Linked DNA regions of Astyanax mexicanus: region 1 is linked to region 2. A link is a contact called in public Hi-C data. All regions are on one chromosome and are shown on one strand. The core of a region is the stretch at or near the end of the contact, and the rest is flanking DNA. Distances in the headings are between cores, read along the strand shown. Region 1 holds the start of slc12a8 (solute carrier family 12 member 8). Region 2 overlaps heg1 (heart development protein with EGF-like domains 1).

Evidence for each region. Hi-C and Micro-C count contacts between places; a contact is called where the count stands out from the background.
Region 1: a Hi-C map of muscle shows a contact between it and region 2, with 5 times the contacts expected there. The contact joins the promoter of slc12a8 here to the enhancer-like site in region 2. A contact is called at or near these places in 2 of 3 Hi-C or Micro-C datasets (both in muscle).

Annotation. Positions count from the first base shown.
Region 1 is chr11:37,844,136-37,849,831 of AstMex3_surface, forward strand. It overlaps slc12a8 (solute carrier family 12 member 8), which reads right to left and starts at 1,714. Exons shown (of 14, transcript XM_007259963.4): 1 at 1,490-1,714; 2 at 1,058-1,217. znf148 (zinc finger protein 148) reads right to left here. Exons shown (of 7, transcript XM_007259964.4): 7 at 2,808-5,696. The coding sequence ends at 5,327.
Region 2 is chr11:37,808,251-37,813,856 of AstMex3_surface, forward strand. heg1 (heart development protein with EGF-like domains 1) reads right to left here. Exons shown (of 13, transcript XM_049484868.1): 7 at 5,406-5,560; 8 at 4,248-4,382; 9 at 4,107-4,149; 10 at 3,962-3,999; 11 at 3,774-3,861; 12 at 3,490-3,667; 13 at 862-3,180. The coding sequence ends at 3,037. Among protein-coding and RNA genes, the nearest start is that of LOC125804982, 11 kb to the left of the region's middle. Within about 2 kb of position 3,026, the one cell type or tissue checked has an H3K27ac peak away from gene starts, as active enhancers do.

The sequences.
Region 1 (5,696 bases), core at 464-2,963, 35 kb after region 2:
AAGTTGTCAGTAAATCTACCTGCTGAGAGAAAAGCTACGCAATCTGAAGAGTATTTCATTTCAGAGAATAAAACTGAATAGTGCTTTTGATACCACTGTCCCAAAACAGCCTTAATTGGAGTTGTAGGTCTTGTTTTTAGAAAAGAGAAAAAGGATTAAATTAAAATTAAAATTGCATATAAAGATATTCAGATACAGCTCTGGAAAAAAATAAGAGACCACTTTGATTTTACCAAATTAAAAACCTCTAGAATATAATTATAAGAAAGATGGATGATCACAAGCCATCAAACCAAGCTAAACTGCTTGAATTTTTTGCACCAGGAGTGGCATAAAGTTATCCAAAAGCAGTGTGTAAGACTGGTGGAGGAGAACATGCCAAATTGCATGAAAACTGTGAAAACTAGCAAAATCAGAAAAACTGATTTAGAAACTGAAGTGGTCTCTAATTTTTTTAAGGCTACTAGTTTTAACATACTAGTTCATTCACGTGGGCTCTTCTCAGTAAGTAAACTTAAATTCCCAGAGTGAACCATTGTATATTAACTGCTCTAGAATATTAAATAACTCTAAGGCCAAACAGAGACAACAGAGAAGTCTGAAATAACAGTAATAAGAATATTCTGATATCAGTGAAGGCTTAATTAGTCAAATTAAACAAAAGTACGTAAGATAAATCATTCTATTTAGGGTTAAAGCTTAATATTAGTGTTTCTGGAGAGTTAAAATATTTAGACAACTCTTTGTAAAAGTTGCAAACTAAAACTATTAGCTATTAAACCAAAAGAAAACACACCTGAAATTAATTTACACATCCAGAGGTTTACTATGAACACATAAAATAAAGGTAATCTGTGAAAAACTGAAGTAACTTAGCTTCACATTGATAGTAAGATTAATAAACACCAGTTTGTTACCGAGTGTGTTAACTGTACAGGTTTTCTTTATCAGAAAGCCAAACTGTAACAGGAGTACGATGTTAGAACTCCTCACCAAAATGACCAACATGTTCATAGAGCCTGTTTACATCTAAAGAAACGTATTTATTCACAAATACCTTTAAACTTTGGCCCTCATGAAGTTCAGAGCTGCTCTCACTTGTACGCCTCTGGCTCCCGGATGCGACAGGTGTGTCTGCGCGCGTGCGCGTCAATGGCACAGGTGCGCACGTGACAGGCTAGTAAGAGAAGCTGCCTGCCTCCAAACCAGTTAAGCCTCTTTTTCCCCCCACGAATAACGTTAACATCATTAGAATAATAGTATGTTACATTAAAACAATGTTTAAAACACTGTTAAATTTAAATTAATTAATAATCCCTTTTTTTCAGGGGCTCCCATCAGTGGATTTTACTGCTGAAGTAACTGGTAAGCAAAACTTCCAGAACGAATGGTATAAAATTAATCCAAAAATTAGTCCACAAAATACGAGTTTATTTTGTTAAATTTGATTATATTTAACTAAAGCTAAGATAGCAGTGCATTAACTTACCTTATGTCCACTTCTGACGACGTTTATTCACAATAAACCCACACATAAAACTGAAACCAACTCTCTTTAAAAATGTACTGACTACTGTTTTTCATCTTTGCACCAAACGTGCTCCAGTTTCAGTTTAAAGAGCCTCTCTAACCTTAAACCAGGCCTTCATTAAACCAGAATACCTCAATGCTACGTGTGCTTTAGCAGGACGCCATTAAACAAATGTTTTGTAAAGGTGTGTTCTCAAGCATAGCCTGAGCTGGCTAAGCCCTCTCTCTCTCTCAGGGCTGTTAGCTTTGGGCTGCTTTCAAATTACAGTGAGAATTATTAACCACTGTGCTATTTATATACCACATATAGCTAACTGTGCTCAGAGTGTACTGTAAACTAACAAAAAAAAAACGGTATATCTGTTCAAATGTTTTCTTTTTAAGTGTTCTAACACTTCACTTCATCATAAGCAACCTAAAAAAATGGAATTAGCTTTTTTAAATGGGCCTAACAGTATGGCAACTTTTTTTGTCAAAAATTACAACACTCCTAATACAGCTTTTACTGCTAAGAATCTTTCAAATGACAGATTTACTTATATTAACTGTGAAATATTTACTAGTAAAAATATCAGCTCTACATGTCTGACTAAATGTAAATCATTTTTATGCATAATTTTATTATTACCAGTGAGAACTGTAATTTTGTCATTTAAAATGTCCAAGCCCACATATGTGTATAATACAGTTTTGATTAATAGAAATAGTAGTAGTAGTAGTGTGCAGTTTAGATCTCATTCATTTAATTTATAGAGATATACAATTCTTTATTTTAACTAAAGATGATAATTTCAATTTGTAAAACTACAGTTTTTACTATCAGAATTGCAGTGTACATATTTGAATTTATAATTTTACTAGTAAATATTTAATTGTTGACATCTGTCACTGGAGTTGTTACTAATAAAAATGTAAATTGAGATTAGACATCAACAAAATTATTTTTACAGATTTTACTGAGATTCTACTAGTAAAACTGGGTTACAGACATCCTGGATTTAGGAGCTACAACTTAGGAGTTAGTATCACTGGTATTACCATATCACAATGCTAACTACATCCACTCAATAAGTGTTAACTTATAGATCACTTCTCTCTAGGTGCCACATTCATATTCAGTCAGGCAGGCTGACAAAAGTAAAGTCTATTGACATTATCTGTTGACATGTGGCAGCCATAGTTGGAGCTTTACAATACCCTCAAAATAAACATGGCAGCTGAAACGTGGAGTTAAATTAATATTTAGTAATTGAAAAGGAAAGATGAATAGCAACAAATCCTTTTTTTACTGTATTTGAAATGACATAACACACATAAACAGAAAAATCCAATCAAATTTCCTTTTCCATATCTTACACATAGTATTGCAAAAGTAATGGTATTCTATGGAAATAATTTGGCTACAATAAAATATGTACATTACATATAAAAATATAACCAGTGTACAAAAAAGGTGGACATGCATTCCCCTGTCAAATTAAATATGTCTAAATCTATTAAGAAGTTAAGAAACCATCACTGATTAACAGTAACTTGTCGCATCGGTCTAAACAAGATAAAGAAAAATCCATCAATACCAACACTCACTCAACTCCAACGTTTAGATATCAAATAAGGGGAAATTCAATTACAGAATGGTTGCATTTACTTGTAAACGCAGTAGGATAGATACTCATCAACTGTGCCATCCTGTGAAGGGGAAAAAAAACTTTAATCGTTTTTATTTCAGTACATTTAAGAATTACTGGGTATCCAGTTTCATGTAAAATAGCCACTAGATGTTAGTTTCACTGATTAATATTAAATTCTAATATCTGACGTGATAAATAATACATCCACAGAAAATGTATATGCTTGGAAAAAGCCAATCAAATCTTCTATAAGTGCAAATACAGATACAGGCTTTCCTAACTAAAGTGGAGAAAGAGAGAAACTTAATCATATGAGTCAACAGTAACCTGATCTGTGCTCAGTGGAGCCAGAACCAACAGGATTATGCTGACTAAATCGACAAGAGTACATTCATGTAAAAACTGAGACCCACACATATCCAACGTCCCCATCTCACTCTTAGCATACACAGAACAAAATGTACAGTTCAAAATATACAACTTATTTACAATAATAGACATCATATGTCTACTGACAATAGAAGCAGGAATGTTTACAATGAATTAAGGAATAACAGCAAATTTGAACAAGGATTGTATCTGTCCCTGATTGAGAATTGACCTTATTGATTGAAAATAAGCTTAAATGCAGTTCCCATGTAGTCTGTAGCATAGCATGATACTACTATAGGCCTAAAGAAAAACTACAGAGGTTTATGGACCTGGTTAAGACATTCTCACACACATAACACAAAAAAATAGAAATCAGAATAAACAACCAAGGCATTTCATTTACACTATAAATTCTTGATCAATACCAGAATGTAGAATAAACATAAATGTTTATCAATACCATATAATGAAGCTGTACCAGAGATCTGAATCATGCATTTTTTTTGTCAACCACACACAGAGACAGGAGAATGTCAGCTGACAGATGTAAAATGTACTTTTTTAAGAGTACATTTTTTTTTATTAATAAGAAATTAGATTTAAGCTAGATAACTGAAACGCATATTTCCAAATTCATAATCTTACTATCAAGGACTAATCAATTAAAGATTAACAGACTTTTCAATTTAAGACATTTCCTCTTATCTTCTAAAGTCAATATATAAATCACATCCATAACTGTAATTATGGGAAACGGGTGCTTCAAAAAATGACTATTAACACTGAGTCATTCAGGCTAGGCATCTTAGTTCAGTTGTGAACTAGAATATCCTTAAGTACAGAGCATAGGGTTTTTTGCCAACAAAGCCTAAGTTGAGTGTATTAACAACTAATTCTAAAACCCTTCCTTAGGCTCTCTTTGCTTTCAGTGTCAAATTTGGAAGGAAGAAGGAACGCTTAGAATATTCAGACTTGCAAAAACTTTTGCAAAAACACAAAAAGGCACTACATGCAAAAGAAATCTTATCTAAGCAGTCCTATGTCACCACTCAAAATCACTGTAATTTTAAAATCTTTCTTAAAATGTATCACACTTTTGCAATAACAGTACTAATTATATATCTGAGGTATATTATCCCAGTATAGCTGAAGGTGTTTAGTTCCATTCAGTTCTTAATGAGTCTCTGAGTGTCTAAACTAAAGGTTTAGGTATTTTCTAAAGTACCCATGTGCTGTGAAAATGTATGCAATCATGTCATTGTTGATTAGTTTGATTGGCATGAGAATTTGTTTTATGTATAAATTTACAATTGGTATTTTCAATGATGTACAAATACACTACTGGTCATAGATGTACCTATTTTTATTGTACTGCTTAAGTTTCTTTCCATTTAATATTACCTTTAAAGGTATGTGCAAAAATATCTTAATTATATAGTTTTAGTAGAATAGAAAATTCAGAATTTAAAAGTTTAAGCAAGGTAAACTCTTGAGGAGGGATTGCCTGTGCAGTACGCGTTGCAAATGTACACAATGCTGATTCAAAAAAAAAAAAGAAAAGGAAAAAGAAAGAAATCAGGGAAAGTGCCTTTAAATACACACAAAGCGACATTATATGACTGGTAAGTGCTTTAAAAGTAAGCTAAGATGATTCCCACCCGTGATTTATTGACAAAACTGTCAAATGCTTTCCAAGAGATCAACAGCTGAGGTGGTGCTGCTCATGATTGCAGAAACCAGAGACCCGGAGTATAAAGTGCTTTATAAATGACTGAAATCTTAAATAGCTTTCTTTAGCCAAAAGTTTGGCTGCTTGTAGCATCTGGGGATGAGGTTATTTGAGTTCTGGTCTCAGTAACATTTACAAGTTGGAATTCTGGGAAGTCTGTTCCACCATGACTTCTTAAGGTGACCTGTCCATTGGCAACACTGAACTGTGATGACAGTCCTGAACGGGATGACTGGAACTGAGATCGGAAGTTCTGGTCAAAACTGGCTATTTGAAATGTTTGACTGATGCCCTGAGTGTCTGTCTTTTTAGGAGACGAGACCTGCTCCAGAAAGTCCTCGGTTGGTGAAACTGAGGAGGGGTTAGTCTCATCCCCTGAAAATGAGAAAGAATGTTGGGAATCAACTAAAAGCCCAAAGTGGGGTTTCTCCAAG
Region 2 (5,606 bases), core at 1,776-4,275:
TCATATTCAGTGGCATGCAAACACATGGGCATTCCTGGTCAAACATTTGTTTTTGTGATTTGTTAAATCAGAAAAAATATGGCGGAAATTTAAAGTGGTAGTCCTTATTTTTGGGTGAGAATGTTTAGTTAAACACAGCATTCTAAAAAGTATTAAAATGTGCATTTTAAAGTGGATTTTTCAAGTGGATGGATTTGGTGATTTTTGGGACAGTGTTTGAAGAGTTATAGTCTTTATAATATTTTAATTAAATTAAGTTAGCATCATCTGGCCTTTCCCAACATGTTACTGGGGCTAAGGTCTGAAATCCTAGTAAAATTATTCTGAATGTTGGGCTGGACGATACTGTAAAAAAAACCTTGATATTTTTCAATCATTTGAGCAATTCTCAATTTTGATATTTGGCTCTTAAATTACAACTTTAGGATTTTTATTTGTAGACAAACAAAACTTTTTAAAGTACTGTGCAAGCTATTGTTTCTATACATTTCATTTTTTTCGAATTGTAAGAAAAAAAGGTATTTACCATAGAGATAAAGACCTCCTTCAAAGCATGTGAAGTCTATTTTTAAACTGATGACTCTCCAGTTCTGATGCTGGCCTACATCACATCAGGAGTGATTTAGGGAGAGAACATGACCAATTGAGCTGTCTCAGACTCTGGTGATTAATGGCAAACTGCATCTCTGATCTCTGATTTAAACCAGTAATGCTCAGATCATAGTCGCAGCGCCTTAGTCTGCTGGACCACTTGGTCCCAATTAATTATTAATATATGGTATAAATGTGTCACTCCTGGACTCCAGGAACACCTGTGTGTAAGAATGAATGTGTAAGAATGAAAGCCACTGAAAACATGAGTTATCATTACTGCTTCTTTATTTAAATATTTCTGACTAAAACGCCAGATTGAGGTGACCATCCACAGGGGAGGAAAGAATACTGGTATGTGTAACAGGATATCTCTGATATTAAAAAAAGCATTAAGCTAATGACATATAATACATCTAGTACATCTAGAAAATATAGTACATCTAACCACACACGCAGGAGATAACAGGCAGTCGCCTTTAAATAAGGCCACTTTCTACTATTTATTTCTCTCGTTCACACATGAGAGAAGCACACTCACAGTAGAGATGCTACTTCCAAAGATTTGCTACATGCAAGTGAACTGCATGTGTATCTGGAAATGACATTAAATTAACTTTAATAAATTAAACATGGCAACACATTTCTTTACTTGTATTGCAGAGTTATAAACTGCATTATGTAAAGAAGCAGCACCAAGTGCATTTCTGTTAATTGAGGGTCCTTAAAGGTGGGGTCATCAATTTTAACAGAGAACATGTTCTGTAATATTTAAGGTTAGATAGCAGTTGCCAATATGCACTTATGGAGCCACTAAAATAACACAAGGTAAAACTATACAGGGATTTTTTTCCAACATGGGCAAAAGTAACAAACCAACAAACTCCTGTCAGGTCAGTAACTTGACTTGAGTATTTGATTGGTTTCCTGAAAATGACTTAGCTTATCAACTCAACACTTTTTCTACCAGTTAGAAAAAAATATATAATTAGAATGACCTATTACCTTTAATAACACTCTTAAGTGACAGTCGATTGACTGTTGATACTTAGGATAACACTAAGTAGGCAGCTAGCCTGTGCAAGATAATATTACACAGTTCGCTAAATCAGTATTCATTTTTGAACAGTTAAAACTCTTTACCACATGCACATATGGTTTGGGTTGAAGGTTTTAAAAGAGAAAAGTCCCAGGCCCTGTGTTTCAAACTTTCAAAACAGCTACTTTTCGCTAAATTCTGACAAAACAATGACCCCACATTTAAGCGAATGGTAACATAATGACCTGCTCTGTCCTGCTACATCTACTGATAACATGTTCTACAGCAATAATAACCTGTGCTAAGCCCAACAGCTTCCACAGATTTTACACATATTATTCTCCTCTTTCAAACACACAACATGCTTACAAACAAAACTTAAACTTATACGACATCGTTTTTTCATCTACATGCAAATGCAAACAGATCTGCACACACACATATACACACACACACACACACACACACACAGATTCATACATAGTTTTACAGTCATGCGTACACATTTACACAGTCTAGTATGTGCATATTTCTGTAAATATAAATATGTTACATTTATGGCTTTTTCCGTTTGAAGAGTCGGCAGTGCAACACTGTATTTTATAATTACATTTTGTAATTAATAACTGTGTTAATGTTGTGTGTAATCCCCCCATTTGTCTTGCTCATTTCACAGTTCAAAGGAGTGAAACTAAACTGGCTTTATAATAATAATAAAAACACTTCTGAAGTAAAATATATAAAAAAAAAATTAACACATCCACAACCTGAAGTCTATCTTAGGGCATTTTCACACCTGTAGTTTGTTTCTATGGTCCGGATCAGTTTATGAGTTCGTTTACTTGGAGCGTTTTCTCCCTGTGTTTGGTTTGGCTTCACACAGGCAAAAACCTAAATGGACCAAAATACGCACCAATAAACCATGCAAGCATGTTGTCTGCTTTGATTGGCCAGAGATTTCTGGCGTGGGAGCAAGAAAGTAAATATATCGAGAAGATTCTGTCTTCCAGCGCGTATGAAGCTGAAAGTATGTGCTTTCAAACACACACATTGAGCCCCACACGAGTGTGATTACTGTTTTCACACCTGCTCAATAAAACCACACTGAGGGTACAAACCAACCAGAGTCTGTTTCAACCGGACCAAATAGTGCTGGTGTGAAAACGCCCTAATGCATGCTGATGACCAGCCCCAATAGGCCTGAACCCTATGGCTATCCTCTAATCCACCTCAGATAATTGTCCTTTTCTGACAGACTGTTTTTTTTCCCTTGCCAGCTCATTTTCACATTCAAAGGCCTTTTAGTGGTCAGTGTTGTCCAGCTTTGTAGTCATCATCACATCTCACTTTGCACCTGTCTAGAGGTGCTGAGCCCCAGTCTGAGGCACTTCTGTGGGTTGGGGGCGTCAGAAATAGTCCCTCCTCCTCGAGTCATCGCTGATAAATGATGGGTTCCACTGTGCTGGGTAGATGCAGGAGTGGCGTGAACCAGGGAGGCCGGAGAACGGGTAAAGCCCATTCCTTTCCAGGTCAGCATTCCGCAGAGCCGGCTATAACAAAAAACAAAGGAAAACTGTTTTACAAAGATGCTTATATTGCCATCAAATGTGACAACAGGACAGGTTTTTTTTTTAACTATTGTATGTAGCTATTTATCATGAACATACTGTATTTCTTAATAAAAGGTCATTGTTGCCCTTTAATTTGCTTGTAACTGCTTATTAATGTTTTTTAAAGTATTTACAACATAATTAATAACCTTAATAAACTATTTTATAAAACCTTTATAAACTCTTTAGAAAGGAGTTTTATTTTTAAGTGGTACCATAATTTGAAAAGTAAAAAACATGTATACGCACAGAGTAATAGATATCAGTCATCTGCAATAAATTCTTAGTGCTGCCGTTTTCTTGCATCTCAATCGTCTCCCTGCCCCACTCCATAGACACACGGCTGCTCTTGGGAAACTCAGCATAGGGAGACATCTGAAGGTCCCCACTTTTAAAGATGATTTTATTGATGTCGTTCTTGTCCTTTCTGTAACATATAGAGACATTAAATGTGGTTAATGATCACAAATACTCAAATATATATATATATATTTTTTTATTTTAATTAATTTACATGTAGAGCAAATGTGTACCTGCAGCAGGTGACTATGAGAGCGATGATGACTATGAGCAGCAGCCCACCAGCAGCAGGAGACACCACCTTCGCTATCAGCCCATAAACTGTTAAATAATTGTATTTATTAATTGTTGTCTGGAAAACTTAAGACATTTTGGTCTAAAAATTGATGTAAGTATATGAAAATCATAAATATATACTTACAATTATTGCAGTTGAAACCACCAAATCCAAACGTACACCTAAAACATATCATATGACACTTATTACATTAAAAAATCTACATTAAAATGCGATGCAACATCATAAATTTTCAGGAAAACATTGTTTAAATTATTTAAATACTCACCCCACACAGGTTCCATTAACCCGCTCGAAACCATCACCACAGTCTGAGAGACAATGGAATATCAAAGAATAGACTTAAAAAGCAGTTCATCACTATTACAAGCTTTTTTATTCAGTCTTAGAATCACAGTCTAGTTTCTACCTCTGCATGTGGTGTCCTCTGGGTTCTTTTTAAAAAAGCCTTCTTTGCACTGGCAGTAAAGGGTCCCGTTATCATCCCTGCATACAGAAGACTGGGAGTCGCATTTGTTTTTTTGACTCCGACAAAGACTGTCCACTGGAAGAGGAGAGAGAATTCAAACTGAGACATTTAGAAACCAAAATTTTGTTTTATTTTACCTACACTCCAATAATACCAGTCATATAATTCAGCCCATGCTTCGGGAAACACCTCTGATCACAAGATGCATGTAATTCATATGATACTGCATGATTTTCGGTGTGAATCCATTATAGGCTGTAGCTTTTCATTGTCAGTTTAGCCACAAAGAATGTATTCACTGTATTTTTTCAGTTTCCTCTAATTGGGAAAAATATTTTGAATGATTTCATAGGCTATAGTCAAGTTATTACATAAGCATACCGATCATAATAACAGTGTTATTTAAATGGAAGTCTTGTTGTACTGAAAGGGAAGGAAGAAGCAAGACACACAAGAGGAAATCCACAAAGCTGAACAGAGACATGCACAAGTGATAAGCAACAAAAGTGATTTCAAAACCAGCAGTGTGAGATACACTGGTGACCTGGTCACCTACAATAACTGATTGCTGTACTGTTATCCTGTATATCCTGTATGACACATCTTTCCTTGTTATATCCAGAATATTCAAACAGAAACCTAACTTTATAGGCTTGTGCTTCAGAAACCTGTAAAGAGCTTTTCCTTAACAAAAAAATTAAGGAGGTTATTTTTGCTCCTAGTTTAATCTAAAAGCAGCTCATATAAATATCAGGATTTTTTTTTACAACATCGTCTAGCCCTTTTTGAAAGTGAAACTGTTTTCTCTTCTCCAGTACAGTTACCATTTAGGGGAAGCAATGTATTGTTCATACAGTGAAAATTTGCTGGTGTTTACAAAGGCATGAGTTTTTCCCCTTTGTTCATTATTAGAAAGTAATGAGGGGAATAAGATAATCAGCATAGCAAGACTATGAACCAAATCACCTACTGTTTCACAACTTTAATTTTCATAACCTCTTTAATTTTCATAACCTGTTACTAGGTATTACTGCAGAAAACACAACAAGGCTCAAAGTGAACATTTATTTAGCAACTCACAAGGGAAAAAAGCTGTACCTTGATAAGTAAGCTGGTAATGAAGTTTGAGGGTGCAGCGTGAGTTCGGCTTGCTGCAGTTTCTCAGAAATGCCTGGATGTTCCTGTAGACCTCAGAGCTGGTCACATTAGCGGACATGGAGAACATGTTTGAGACATCCAGTTCCTTCCCATTCCTGCACACAAAATCAAAAACCCTGAAGATCTGCCTGATAAACAACA